Linked DNA regions of Mus musculus: region 2 is linked to region 1. The links are chromatin contacts, called in public promoter capture Hi-C maps. All regions are on one chromosome and are shown on one strand. The core of a region is the stretch at or near the end of the contact, and the rest is flanking DNA. Distances in the headings are between cores, read along the strand shown. Region 1 holds the start of Gpn2 (GPN-loop GTPase 2). Region 2 holds the start of Pnrc2 (proline-rich nuclear receptor coactivator 2).

Region 1 (6,508 bases), core at 1,354-3,853:
GCAGACGACCTCAAAGTCACCAACATCCATCCTCCTCCTCCTGCCTCCCGAATGCCAGTGTTTAAGATTTATGCCGTGATTCCTTGCCATTTTTCTAGATAAGGACTTTTTTTTTAATGTTTTTTGTTTGTTTGAGTCAGGTCTTACTATGTAGCTCTGGCTGTCCTGGAACTCACTCTGTAAACCAGACTGGCCTTGAACTTAGAAATTCACCTGTCTCTCCCCCTCAAGTGCTGGGATTTAAAGGTGTGCGCCACCACCATGTCCAGCTGAGACTGATTATTTTTGTCTTAGACAAATATGTGTTTTACCTGCATGTAAGTATACCATGTGCTGGTGCCCTTGGAGTGCAGAAGAGGGCATCAGATCCCCTGGAACTGGTGTTACAGACAGTTGTGAGCTGCCATGGGCATGCTGGGAAGTGAACCCAGGTCCTGTAGAGGATCAGTACACTGACTGCTGGACCATCTCTCTGGTTCCCAGTAACCTGGCTTCTGGTTTTATCTCTGCCATTCTTTGATGTCTGCACCCTGCCTCATCTGGAAGAAGAGAGCCAAGGTTCCTGTTCCTGTTGGGCTCCCAAGCTCGTAAAACATTTTACAGGACATTGTGAACATGAGTCAGAGATCTTGTGAGGGGACCCCAGCATCTCATCCTCCCGGGGACAGGGACTCTTTTACAGAATGGGTTGTGTTCCTGCAGATGGAGGAGACAAGGATGCCCGTGACTCTGTCCAAATGCGCCTGGAACGGAGACTCCGTGAGGGTCAGGAAGATGGCTCTGTGCTAGGTGGCCAAGTCGGCACCTTTGAGCGCCACACCAAGGTAAGTGAGTGTGGTTAACCACAATGCCATTCCCTCTTCCTCCATTCCTCCTGCTCCAAGGAGCATGCCCACTCTCCCTTCTTCTTTCCTTCCCTTCCCTTCATTCCTTTTTTTTTTTTTCCGGTTTTTCGAGACAGGGTTTCTCTGTGTAGCCCTGGCTGTCCTGGAAGTCACTTTGTAGACTAGGCTGGCCTTGAACTCAGAAATCCGCCTGCCTTTGCCTCCCAACCATTCCCTCTTCTTCTTACATCCTTTGAGGCAGGGTCTCATATGTAGCCCAGCCTGACCTCGAACTTAAATCTCTGCTCCATCTCCCAAGTGATGGAGCCTGCACCCCTGCCACACTTGAGCCACTTCTTTCTCTGGACTCTCGCTTCTTCCTTTGCAGGGCATCGGCCGGAAGGTGATGGAGCGCCAGGGCTGGGCTGAAGGCCAGGGCCTGGGCAGCAGGTGCTCCGGGGTGCCTGAGGCCCTGGATGGAGATGGCCAGCATCCTAGATGCAAGCGCGGCTTGGGGTGAGTGCACCTGAGGGGCTCCCTAGGCCATTGTCCAGCTGTGCTGCTGTCTGCTTTCCCTCTTGCCATTGTTTTGAGGTGGGTGTGGGCCCCTCTAAATGAACAGCTTCACAGCAGGTGTAGAAATAGATGACACTGTCCTTATTTTCATTTTAAACCCAATCCTACAACTTAAAGGATCACGGGGCCCTCAGGGAAGTCATTTCCTCAAGTCTGGGTTTTGGCTTCATAAGGGAGTCTGTTGTGGAAATGAAAATTCCCAGGTCCCTGATAGTTGACACTCCTCTCCAGAGGCTGGAGAGCAGAATTTGGAGACAATGCTTTGTCTTTGGTGCTGGAGGTGTGGCTCAGGAGTGAGTGTGTCCTTGCCCCGGGTTCTTGTGCTATGAGCATGAGACCGCTCTGATAGAACAAACCAGATATGTAGTAATTACTTCCTGTCTCTTGCTAACCTCTTTACTGGGCTTTGAAGAGAGCAGCCTTCTCACCAAGAGCTCTGTTTTATCCAGATACCATGGAGAGAAGTTACAGCCATTTAGGCAACTGAAGAGGCCCCGTCGAACTGGCTTGGGGCTCATTTCCACCATCTATGATGAGCCTCTGCCCCAAGACCAGGGGGAGACCTTGCTCCGGCGCCAGCCACCCACCAGCATGAAGTTTCGGACAGATATGACTTTTGTGAAGGGTTCTAGCTGTGCCTTGGACAGACCTGAGCCCGAGTGAGCCTATGTCCTTGGTCAGGATCACTCTGCGGCAGGGACTTAGCCCTCTGCCTGGATCTTGCCCTGTGGACCTGAGAAGCAGCCCAGAGCCTGGGAGCAGCCCTGAGCATGCCCAGTTTCTCTACCTCAAAGATGATATCACCAAAAGCCCCTCCGTCTCCTGGGGTGTTTGTGCCTAAAGGCCTTCCCTTGGTCTCCAGGCCCTAGTGCTTGTTTGGGTTTGCCCAGAACAGTGAAGATCTGGACTGCCTGTGGCACCGTCCAGTCGGGTTTGAGGGTTGTCTGAAGAGCTCCGTGAAGCTGGGAAAGGGGACCAGAGAATTGATCCAGAGAGCGTCGCGGTCCCTTACCACGTCTACCCTCTGCCTAGAGACGGATCGGTGCGAGAATAAACCAGTTTACCCGGCATGGAGATCTGCCTTAGTGAAGCCTGGGGAAATCTTAAAACCGGAGGTGTGCGGTTGCGTGACCACAGCCTATGCCGTGGCCGTGTGGGTGGGACTTCCTCTCCAGACAAGTTCCGGCGGAATCCGGAAGTCGGAACTTTTCCCTTCCTTGCCGGGTAGTTTGTTCGTTTTTCTGCTTGAGTTTACTTGGTGAGGCGCCCGTGGGCTGCCAGCTCCACCCATGGCGGGGGCCGCCCCGACTACGGCCTTCGGGCAGGCAGTGATCGGGCCCCCGGGCTCGGGGAAGACCACGTACTGCCTGGGCATGAGTGAGTTCCTGCGCGCTCTGGGGCGGCGCGTGGCGGTGGTGAACCTGGACCCCGCTAACGACGGACTGCCTTACGAGTGTGCGGTGGACGTGGGCGAGCTGGTGGGGCTGGGCGACGTGATGGACGCGCTGCGCCTGGGGCCCAACGGTGGCCTGCTCTACTGCATGGAGTACCTGGAAGCCAACCTGGACTGGCTGCGCGCCAAGCTGGAGCCCCTGCGAGGCCACTACTTTCTCTTCGACTGCCCCGGCCAGGTGGAGCTCTGCACGCACCACACCGCCCTACGCAGCATCTTCTCCCAAATGGCCCAGTGGGACCTCAGGGTGTGTCTCGGGTCGGGCAGAAGGAATCCCTGAGACCGGGAGGCGGATAGGTGCCACGCCCCCAAGTTACATTGGGAGATAGCGGCTGAGTTAAGTTTGAAGCAGAACTAAAGCCTCTGAGATAGAATTTTAGCTCGGCCCCAACTCATTTCATGGTCTTGGAAAGTCCTTTCACTCAGTTTTGTCATCTCTAAAATGAATGTGACAGTTCCCAATTTTAAAAACAGTGGAAGTGACTACACAGAAAGTGGCTTAGTGATTGGTTAGTTGGTGTTCAGAAGTGTGATGAAAGAGTAGAGAGGTAGGTGCAGTGTGATTTGAACCCTTTGTCCACTGCAGGAACTGTGCAAGAGACCTTGGAAGAGGTGTTGGAGATTAGCTCAGTGGTAGAGAACTTGTCTAACAAGCAGAGGCCACAGTCCCTGGGTTTGGTCCCCAGAATAGTAGGAAGGACAAAATGGTAAAATTGCCCCCTATCTTCTTGGAGGAGGACATGATGTTATTAAATTTAAATTAAGTTGCCTGGCGGTGGTGGTGCACGCCTTTAATCCCAGCATTTGGGAGGCAGAGGCAGGCTGATTTCTGAGTTCGAGGCCAGCCTGGTCTACAGAGTGAGTTCTAGGACAGCCAGGACTACACGGAGAAACCCTGTCTTGGAAAAAAAAAATTAAGAACAAGAGGCAGGAAAATATCTCAGGCCTGTAACCCCAGCAATGTGGTGTGGAGGCAGAAAGAGTTCTGGGCCATCAAGCCCTGTCTCAAGCAGGCACATGAACAGGAAATAGAACAGTACTAAGGAAGGAATAGAACAGTACTAAGGAAGGAATAAAACAGTACTAAGGAAGGAATAGAACAGTACTAAGGAAGGAATAGAACAGTACTAAGGAAGGAATAGAACAGTACTAAGGAAGGAATAGAACAGTACTAAGGAAGGGTACACTGGATCCGTGGGCTGCCAGGCTCTCGAGGGAGATGTGGGCTCAGAAGTGTCCTCCCTCACCAGGTCAGTCTTCCTCTCACCCTGTACCTTCTGCTCACAGCTGACTGCTGTCCACCTTGTGGATTCTCACTACTGCACAGACCCAGCCAAGTTCATCTCCGTCCTGTGTACCTCCCTGGCCACCATGCTGCACGTGGAATTGCCCCACATCAACCTCCTCTCCAAGATGGACCTTATTGAACACTATGGGAAGCTGGGTAAGAGACTGCCTGCAGCGCGAAGGGAGCTACCTCGCTGCCTTCCTGACTTTTGGCCATTATTTTGTGCGCTGTGCTAGATGCCACAGTTGATTTAGAGATGAGAGCTACAGATGGGGCTTTAAAGGATTTAAAACAGGTGGTAGTACAGTGGCTGGCTGAAGGGAGTGGATCACAGCTCACTGCTCTGAGCCATGGCACCCTGACTTTTGGGTACCTGTTCTGGCCTGTACAGTAGAGGCAAAGTGCTGTCCTAGTTGGGGCTGTTGTAATCAAACTACCATCAACCCAGTGCCTAAGACAACGGACATTTATTCCTCATGTTCTAGAGAGTGGGAAGTCTTAAGACCTGCATGGGTAGATGCAAGGTCTGGCTAGTAGGTGGCCACCTTACCCCTGCATCCTCACATGGCAAGGGGAGTTGGGTAGTGTCATGTCGCAATGGCCAGCATATCTTTCTGCCAGATCATTTCTCTGCTGTGCTAGTAGCATGGGCTCTTTAAACTCCGAAGTCATAAAGGAACAGAGGGAAGGAAGCTGATGTCTAGCAGGTGAGCAGAGGGGGAGGCTGGGAAATGACGTGGAAGTGGCCTTGCCTGGTGAGGACATGGAAGGATGCCAGCCACATCAGTCAGCTCATCTTCGAGGGCAGCTGACCACGGAGCCCAGTGGCTGTCAGGGCACTCTTCCTCTTTATTAGGAAACTGTGCATGGAGCAAAAGCCTGCTGTTAGAGCATCTGCTCTGGTCCTGCTCTAAGGAACTGGCCCAGGAAGGGAAGGTGCCTTACCCAGGAGGCCTTGCTGCTGGACTGAAGAGCGATTCAGTTTGACCAGCGTTTCCTAAGTCCTTCCAGTGTGTGTGCTAAGGCCCTGGGCTCTGACCAAGCTTCAGGAAGCAGGGACTAAGCATAGTTCTCAGTACCTGTTTGACACTGGTGTGGACAACCATTGACTGACTGTTTCTGTGTACAAGGCAAGATGATGGGTTTACAAGCTGTAGTCCTCACAACAGTCCCAAAAGGTGTGGTGGTGCATGTCTCTAATCCCAGCACGTGGGAGAGGAAGGCAGGAGGATTGCTTTCAAAGCCAGCTTGTTATGTGATACACAGAGGCCAAAAAAGGAAGCTGGTCTCCCTGAAGCTGCAGTACAGGCAGTTAGTTGTCAGCCACCATGGAGATACTGGGGCCTGAACTCAGGTCCTCTGAAGGGTGGCAAGCGCCCTTAACCTCTCAGGCTGCCCATTTGAATTAAATGTGTTCATTTGTGGGGGACACGTGCTTGTGTGGAGCCGATTTTCTCCTTCTCTTGTCCTAGAGATTGGCCTCAGGAATGGCTCCAGTTGTCAGTGTGCGTGGGCAGTCTCGGACACTCATTTTAATTAGGGTCTCACTAAATCGCCTAGACTGACCTTAAATTTACTATGTAGTCCAGGGTAGCCTTGAACTTTCTTTCTTTTTTTTTTTTTAAAGACTTATTTATTTATCATATGTAAGTACACTGTAGCTGTCTTCAGACACTCCAGAAGAGGGCGTCAGATCTCATTACGGATGGTTGTGAGCCACCATGTGGTTGCTGGGATTTGAACTCGGGACCTTTGGAAGAGCAGTTGGGTGCTCTTAACCACTGAGCCATCTCACCAGCCCAGCCTTGAACTTTCAACCCTGCTGACTTGGCTGCTTATATACCTGGGATTACCAGCCTGTGCCATTGGGTTTTTTGTTCTTGTTTGTTTTGAGACAGGGTTTCTCTGTGTAGCCCCTGACTGCCCTGGAACTTGCTTTGTAGTCCCAGCTGGCTTCAAATTTAAGAGATCTGCTTGCTTCTGCTTCCCAGGTGCTGGGACTAAAGGCCTGAGCCAACAGTGCCCTTCAGCATTTCTCTTCTTAGTTACATCAGTTCACTGCGGTTCACGGCAGCAGCAGGTGTCTTAGTGAATGTGAATAATGGGGGATCAGGAGTCAGCGTGCAGCTGTGCCCTTACCCTCAGCACACAGGAGCTGTGAGAGCCAGCCTGGGCAGCTCACACGGTGGCAGACTAGCCAGAGCGGAGGTGTGAAACGCTGTCTCAGCGAAATAACGACAAAGAGACAAAGAAGACACAGCCCCAGACTTTGGGTCTCTCTTCTCTCATAGTGCCGTAGTCCAGCACCGCATGTAGCCAGGCTAGCACTCCACTGCCTGCTTTGTTCAAAAGTCAACTGGGTATGAC
Region 2 (6,508 bases), core at 1,700-4,199, 2.3 Mb after region 1:
ACTTACATAAAAAGAATGTACTAGGGAGGAAAGGTTTATTTATGAATTTTATTTTTCAGTCAGATTATAGTTTTGTGAACTTGTCCTTTAGGATACTCAATGTTTGACTTGAACTCTTGCTCTGAACTTAATTGAGAAAACACAATTTAGCTCTTCTGCTCATAAAGATTGAGAAGTAATTGTTACTGGGTTTAATAACACAAGAGACTTTTTCCCTTTGCCAATGAAAATGAGGGGTTGCACATAATCAGGCAGGGGTGACTTAGGGTTGATAAAGCCAAAATGAGTCTTTGGGTTTAAGATGGTTGGGGAGGAAGTTTTGTCCTACATCTTTATATCTCTTTAAAAAAAAACAGGAAATGTAGCTTAAATCTTTTCAATTATAAAAACTTAATACAACAGATTTCACACATCAGTTACATTGATTCACTCTGGCACTTAAGCACAAGGGCAACCTTTAAAAATTGGAGACCTTCAAAATTAGGCCATAAGATTTTTAAAAAAAAAACAGTTCATGGTCTTACATTCATCAAATTCACACTAAAAATAGTCTTATTTTTGTAGAATAAAGGCTAAGAAAACATTACATATGTTACAAGCTTATTACATGTATTTACATGACTTTAAATGTCACAAACACAACTCCCTACTTCAAACAGGCTTTGTATATAGGTGAGGCCAGGATCACTTTAGCAGCTTTGTGGGGTGCTAGTCAGCACTGTCTGTTTTTAGAATAGACTTGGTACATCTCTGGGTACTTATCCACTGCATTTAAGAAATGACCACTGGGACATGTGCTGCGCCGCTATCTTTTGAAAAATGCCCAAGATAGTTTGGATGACCCTAGACCATGAAACTGAACTGTGCAACCTTGTATATGCTAAATGCACTGTCTGACTTCTTCAGAAGTTGTGTGTTAACCCATAAATCTTAATTTTTCCCATCAAACAATAAAAAAGTTAAGGTTACTATTTCCCAGATCTAAACTTGAATTTACCAAGTAGAATCAATTAGTCACTTAAATTGTTGAAATTGCATCGACACTGTATAGTGTGTACAGCACATAAATCAGATGTCATGTGTAAGCGTCACAATTTAAAGTTAACACCTACTAACTTTATACCTGTACCTTAAGTAAGGTTTTAAGTTGAAATGTCATCGTTTCCTTATCTGAAGGGTTCAAGGAAACATGAACCCAGTGGCTTGGTGGCTTGGGGAGAACACTTGGTGATGGTGGTTCACTAAATTTGGCTCCAGCATAGTTCTGACTAGCTTGAGACTTAAAAAGCAAGCTAGGACTTGATAAACCAGCATTCCAGTTGGAGTTGTTAGAAAGGCTCTTGGTCTTTCCCCCATTTTGCATGGCCTGCCATGCTGCTGCTGCTGGATTGTACCCATGTCCTCGTTCCTTTTTCTTATGAGCAATCTTCGTCTGGGAAGAATTCTGATCCTTGCTCTTCTGTCTATTTTGCTGTTCTTGGTTCTTACTAGCATTTCTAGATTGAGGGTCTGGAATGTTATACCTCTCTCCGCCACCCATCTTCAGCTTCTTTGTCACCTGTAAGTAAATACATGTAAACAATAAATTCCACATGTTCCTTGTGATGTTTCCATAGTTCCAGTTCTAGAAGTGTTGAAGAAAATATGACAAGATGGCATTAGGCTCGACTTCAAAACCATCTACCTCAAAAAACTAAAGTCGTGAGCTAGATACCAGTTTGTGAAATTGAAAGAAGAAAAAAATTAAAGCAAGCTCTTCTTTCATTCTTTGTACAAGCTAAAAGAAATAACCCCACACACCGAAAGCCACCCGTGGCTGGTGGGGTCTCCTATACCAGACTGGCCTCCAACTTTAAGCAGTCTTGCCCCAAACTCTGGAGTGCTGGAATTACAGGCACATAATACTGCAGCATCGCCATGCATGGCCGCTGACCTTAATAGTTTAGAATTGCTTCACTCCTAAGATAATTGGCCCCACTGTGATGGGAATCTTTATACCTTTCAGTTTGCTTTTCAGATTGAAGGATTTCCACTACTTGTCCTCTTCCTTGCTGCCAAGCCCAGGATAAGAGACGTTGCTTTCTGCTAGATCCTTTCCTTTGTCTCAGTACACAAGTTTTCATGAGCCAGTCTGCTGATTTCAGCCTAGGAGCTGAGGTCCACATCGAGTCTCCTCAGCACACAAGTTTGAGAGAAGTCCTAGCTAGAAAAGGAAAGAGAATTACTTGAAAATAACCCCAAAAAGTGATCTTTTAGACATTCTACAGAAATGGCTGTCGCTGCTTCCTCAAAGCTTCATAGATGATGTATGAGACCACGACTTTCTTTGACCTCATAAATATCAGCTTACAACTCTTGGGGGCTTACCTGCAACTCTTACCCGTTTTAAAGTGAAACTAGGACCCGCACAGCCATTTCCACATCAAGGTTCTGTTCCCAACAGCGCGCATCGTGATTTCGCCTATGACTCCGGTAACGGGTGCCATAATTTTTCACAAACCATAATAACCTTACATTCCTAAAGATCACGCCTCTAAGGGGAAAGGTTTCTCTGTTCTAATTAGCAAACACCCTCACAAGGCTGAGAAGCCTCCGACTTTGTAAGTCAGAAGGCCCGCACTCGCAGTCACCCGCACAGTGAACCTGCAAGCTCGCAGCCTCAGCCCGCGGCTCCGCTCCCAGGGAGTCGGTCGCACCCGACCGGCCTCACTTCCTCTTCAGCCAGGCCCAACAATGGTGCCCGCGATGGCCAACATGGCCGCCCCCGCCACACTCACCGACTTCGAGCGGCGGCGGCGGCGGCTCCCTCTCGACCTCCAAGCCTCCTTCCCTCTACAGGGAGAAACGATGCACGGATCTAACAGCCCACGAACGAGTCACGGATCACAACTCCGTCTGGGGACCAACCTCCTACTGCCTTTCCCGACAAAATGGAGGCCGCTGCAAGCGCGGAAGAGGACCGGAGACTGTGCAGCCAATGAGGACGCGGCAGCGCGTCCCGCGGCCAATGAGACGCCAGCCACCGCCTGTTGCTGGGGCACGCGGGGGGGGGGGGGAGTGCGGGGTGGCTGTTGTCATGGTTTGAAATCCTGCGGGAGGAGCATGTCGGGAATAACTGGCCCGCTTCGGGAGCCGCGCTGCTGGACTTTCCCCGGCTGGCGGAGGGCAGCTGCTCTTCTGCTGGCCTCTGGCAGCGGGGCCCGTACTTTACTTCCGTGACCAGACCTCTGCGCGGCGCCCGTCTTTGTTCCTGGCCCTTTCTGTCCTGCGGTCACTGGGCCAGCCCCAGAGCTGCCGTGGGTCATATTCACCCCACCCAGAGCCCGGCAACTATTTCTGCACATGACCACCTTCCTTTTTTATGTCTCCTCTGATCTAGCTTCACTTTTTTCTCGGTACCTGAGACTGTCACTACTATCAGGGCCTGCTTTTTCTATACACAGCACTTGCTGGATCCCTACACATTTTTTGGTCTTGTTTCGAAAGTGGGAAAACTAGAGAAAAGAAATATACCGCTCAAGAATGACAGCAAGGTTCGGGAAAGAAAGGAGAGATATCTTTTGTTTAAGAGAAAAAGAAAAACGTGTATCCTAGAGTCAACATTTCAAGGGTGAACACCAATTTCAGTGAATAATTCTGGGGGTAAATGTGCCAGGTGTCTTGCCTCATTCAGGCCTGTAATCACAGCTTCTCAGTTTTGAGGTCAGTTTGGAGTACATAGCAAAACCCCCATCTCAGCAAAACAAAAACGTTTCATTGGCTCCAAATTGTGATGCAAATAAGACACACACACTCACACATCTATCTATATAGCCATTGCTGTCCAGAATTAAGTTGGTCCAGAATTCTGCAAGCCTGTCCAAATGCATCTAGGGTGTTTTATCTGCTCCCTACCTCATGCTAGACTTTTGCTTATGTCATCTCATTCCAGTCTCAGCAATTTTAAGGGCAAGGTGCTATTCTGATTTCCAGTGTTCTTGGATTCAGGACATCTCAGTGGTGCCACACTTCAAAGCATAATGCTACAGTGAGTTTCAAGAGCCTGGGCTCATGTGCCCTTCTTCTCTGTGCCTAAAAGGTGCTTGACATAGAGGACACCATTACCCACATTGTCGGAAAGCTTGGGTGCCATGAAGCCTGCCTGTGTCCTGCCACCTGGCTGAGCCTGCTCTCTCCTACAAGGTCAGCGTCAGGCTGCCCTTTGGGAGAGCATGGTTCCGGCATTCACCATGTCTTAGCACTGTCTCTAGCTCATTAATAGCTACCAGTCCACAAGAGCTCCAAACTCTGGACCATGTGTAAAAAAGAATTCCTTCTTCGAAATATCACCGTCTGCCTGTCTGATTTTGTTTGGTTTGTGCATCGCATGCTTGCAGTGTCCTGGGAGGCCAAAAGAGGGTGACAGGTCCTCCGTAAGCCCTTACAGAGAGGCCTGCCTCTTCCTCTCTAGTCCTGGCACTAACCGTAAGCCCTTACAGAGAGGCCTTCCTCTTCCTCCCTAGTCCTGGCACTAACAGCATCCGCCACCATAGCCAGTGGATATTTAATTTAAAGCATTCATCTTGCCCACACTTATCTAGTGCCTGCTTTGGGAAAGAAAGAAAAAAAGAAACCTCATCTGGATCCAAAAGAAGGGAAAGCCCTTTCCTATTTGTGAGAGAAGGGAGCTGAGCTTTGGGGAAGTTTGGCCTGGTTTCTCTAGACAAATAACCTGCTCATTGCAAGGGAATTAGAAGTTAAGAAGGTGGGCTGGAGAGATGGCTCAGTGGGTAAGAGCACCCGACTGCTCTTCAAATCCCAGCAACCACGTGGTGGCTCACAACCATCCGTAACGAGAGATCTGACTCCCTCTTCTGGGGTGTCTGAAGACAACGACAGTGTACATACGAAAAATAAATAAATCTTAAGAAAAAAAGTTAAGAAGGTATAGCTTGAAGGTTTTTCCACAGAGGACTCTTAATTGTAAATTGTAAAGGGGGCAGGGACTAGAGTGGCTCACATAGAAGTTTGTAACTGCTGTGGGAAGTGCGTAATCTCTAGCCAGTGAGCCCCAAGTTCAGTTAGGGAACTCATCTCAAAGAACAAAATGAAGGGCATAGTGATAGCCCTCCTAACTCCAGCACTCTGGGAGGTGGAGGCAGGAGAATCTCAGAGGTCAGGGCCAGCCAGGCTTACTGTGATCCTGTGTCCAAAACAAAAGCAAAAAAGGAGAAGCTGGTGAGGTTGATTAGCAGGTCAAGCCACTCCCACGCCCCTCCCCCTCGAGCCTGCCAACCTGAGTTCTGGGACCTCCATGGTGGAAGGAGAGAACAAACTCCTACAACGTTTCCTATGACATCCACACCATGCCGTGGCACACACATGCCAACACCATAAATGAGGAAATAATGTAAGCAGACAATGTACAGAGCCATCGAGAATGTCCAGTGCAAATAACTTCTGGCCTCAACAGCGTGTGCCCATCCAGAGAGAGAGACAGAGAAGAGAAGCATTCCCCTGCCTAATCTAAATAGAAGTACAAAGAGGGAAGTCAAATGACACCCGAGGTCTATTGTTTAGACTCCAACGCGGGGGGGGGGGGGTTGTTGGCACAGTCACCCTGTGGGCCACACCTATACAAGTCTCTAATCTACTGACTCAAGAGCTTGTCACTTGTTTGTTCTTTCTTCTTCAAGCTTGTTTGTAAATTCGGGGTCACTTTGAATGTCTGCAGGCAGGCCTGCTAGGAGGAGCCCGGGCTCTCAGAGACAGCTCACGCTCTCATTAGTGTTACCAAACTAGTATGAAGCCCCACGCCTCCTTTCTCACCGCGTGCTTTCGTTTCCTGAGGAAGCATCTGGGGCTGGTTTCTACACGTTCACACATTCGGGAGAACTTGCAAGTCTATTGTCAGCCGCGGCAGTCACCTGATTCTAATTACCAAATGGAGGCAGCACAGGATGTCCGTGGGAAACTCCCACGGCTCTGGCTCTCGTGATGCTCCGGGGAGGGCTTCAGCCTGCAAGACCTTAAAGAGCCCTGCCTGATCTCTACCGACTGACACCCACATTCACAGCCCTGGGAGATGGGCCTGTGCATGGTTCAGTCCAGCTGAGTCCAGTCTCTCACTCAGGAATCTGAGTTACTCTCTGGCAGTCCCCTATCATGGAGCGGTGTGTCTGGAGTCCTTGTTTGCTGTGTCGCTCTCAACAACACATAAGAAGGCATTTCCTAAACAAGATGATTTAGCTTAGGTTTGTTGCAGTAGGGGGTTGTTGTTTGAACCGGATCTCATACCCCAGGCTGGCCTCAAACTTGCTTTGCAACTGAGTGTCCTTGAATGGCCTTGCTATCTGCACTTCCCAACAGCCGGGTCTGCAGCTATGTGCCACCATGCCCAGCCTAATTTATTTATGCTTTTGGAAACAACATACTTGTGTGGTTATTAGAATTGTATGCTATGGCCATATGCAATTAATTTCATGGCCAGCCAGTGTTTGCAGGTTTTTTTATTATTATTATAGGCTGA

The links. Promoter capture Hi-C pulls out the DNA fragments that hold promoters and counts their contacts.
Region 2: a promoter capture Hi-C map of pre-B cells shows a contact between it and region 1, with 4 times the contacts expected there. The contact joins the promoter of Pnrc2 here to the promoter of Gpn2 in region 1. A contact is called at or near these places in 2 of 39 promoter capture datasets (liver and pre-B cells).

Annotation. Positions count from the first base shown.
Region 1 is chr4:133,581,770-133,588,277 of GRCm38.p6, forward strand. It overlaps Gpn2 (GPN-loop GTPase 2), which reads left to right and starts at 2,604. Exons shown (of 5, transcript NM_133884.2): 1 at 2,604-3,100; 2 at 4,141-4,297. The coding sequence starts at 2,690. Gpatch3 (G patch domain containing 3) reads left to right here. Exons shown (of 7, transcript NM_172876.2): 5 at 703-824; 6 at 1,213-1,340; 7 at 1,850-2,473. The coding sequence ends at 2,063.
Region 2 is chr4:135,870,897-135,877,404 of GRCm38.p6, forward strand. Pnrc2 (proline-rich nuclear receptor coactivator 2) reads right to left here and starts at 2,950. Exons shown (of 3, transcript NM_026383.3): 1 at 2,778-2,950; 2 at 1,999-2,203; 3 at 30-1,558. The coding sequence starts at 1,540. The coding sequence ends at 1,118.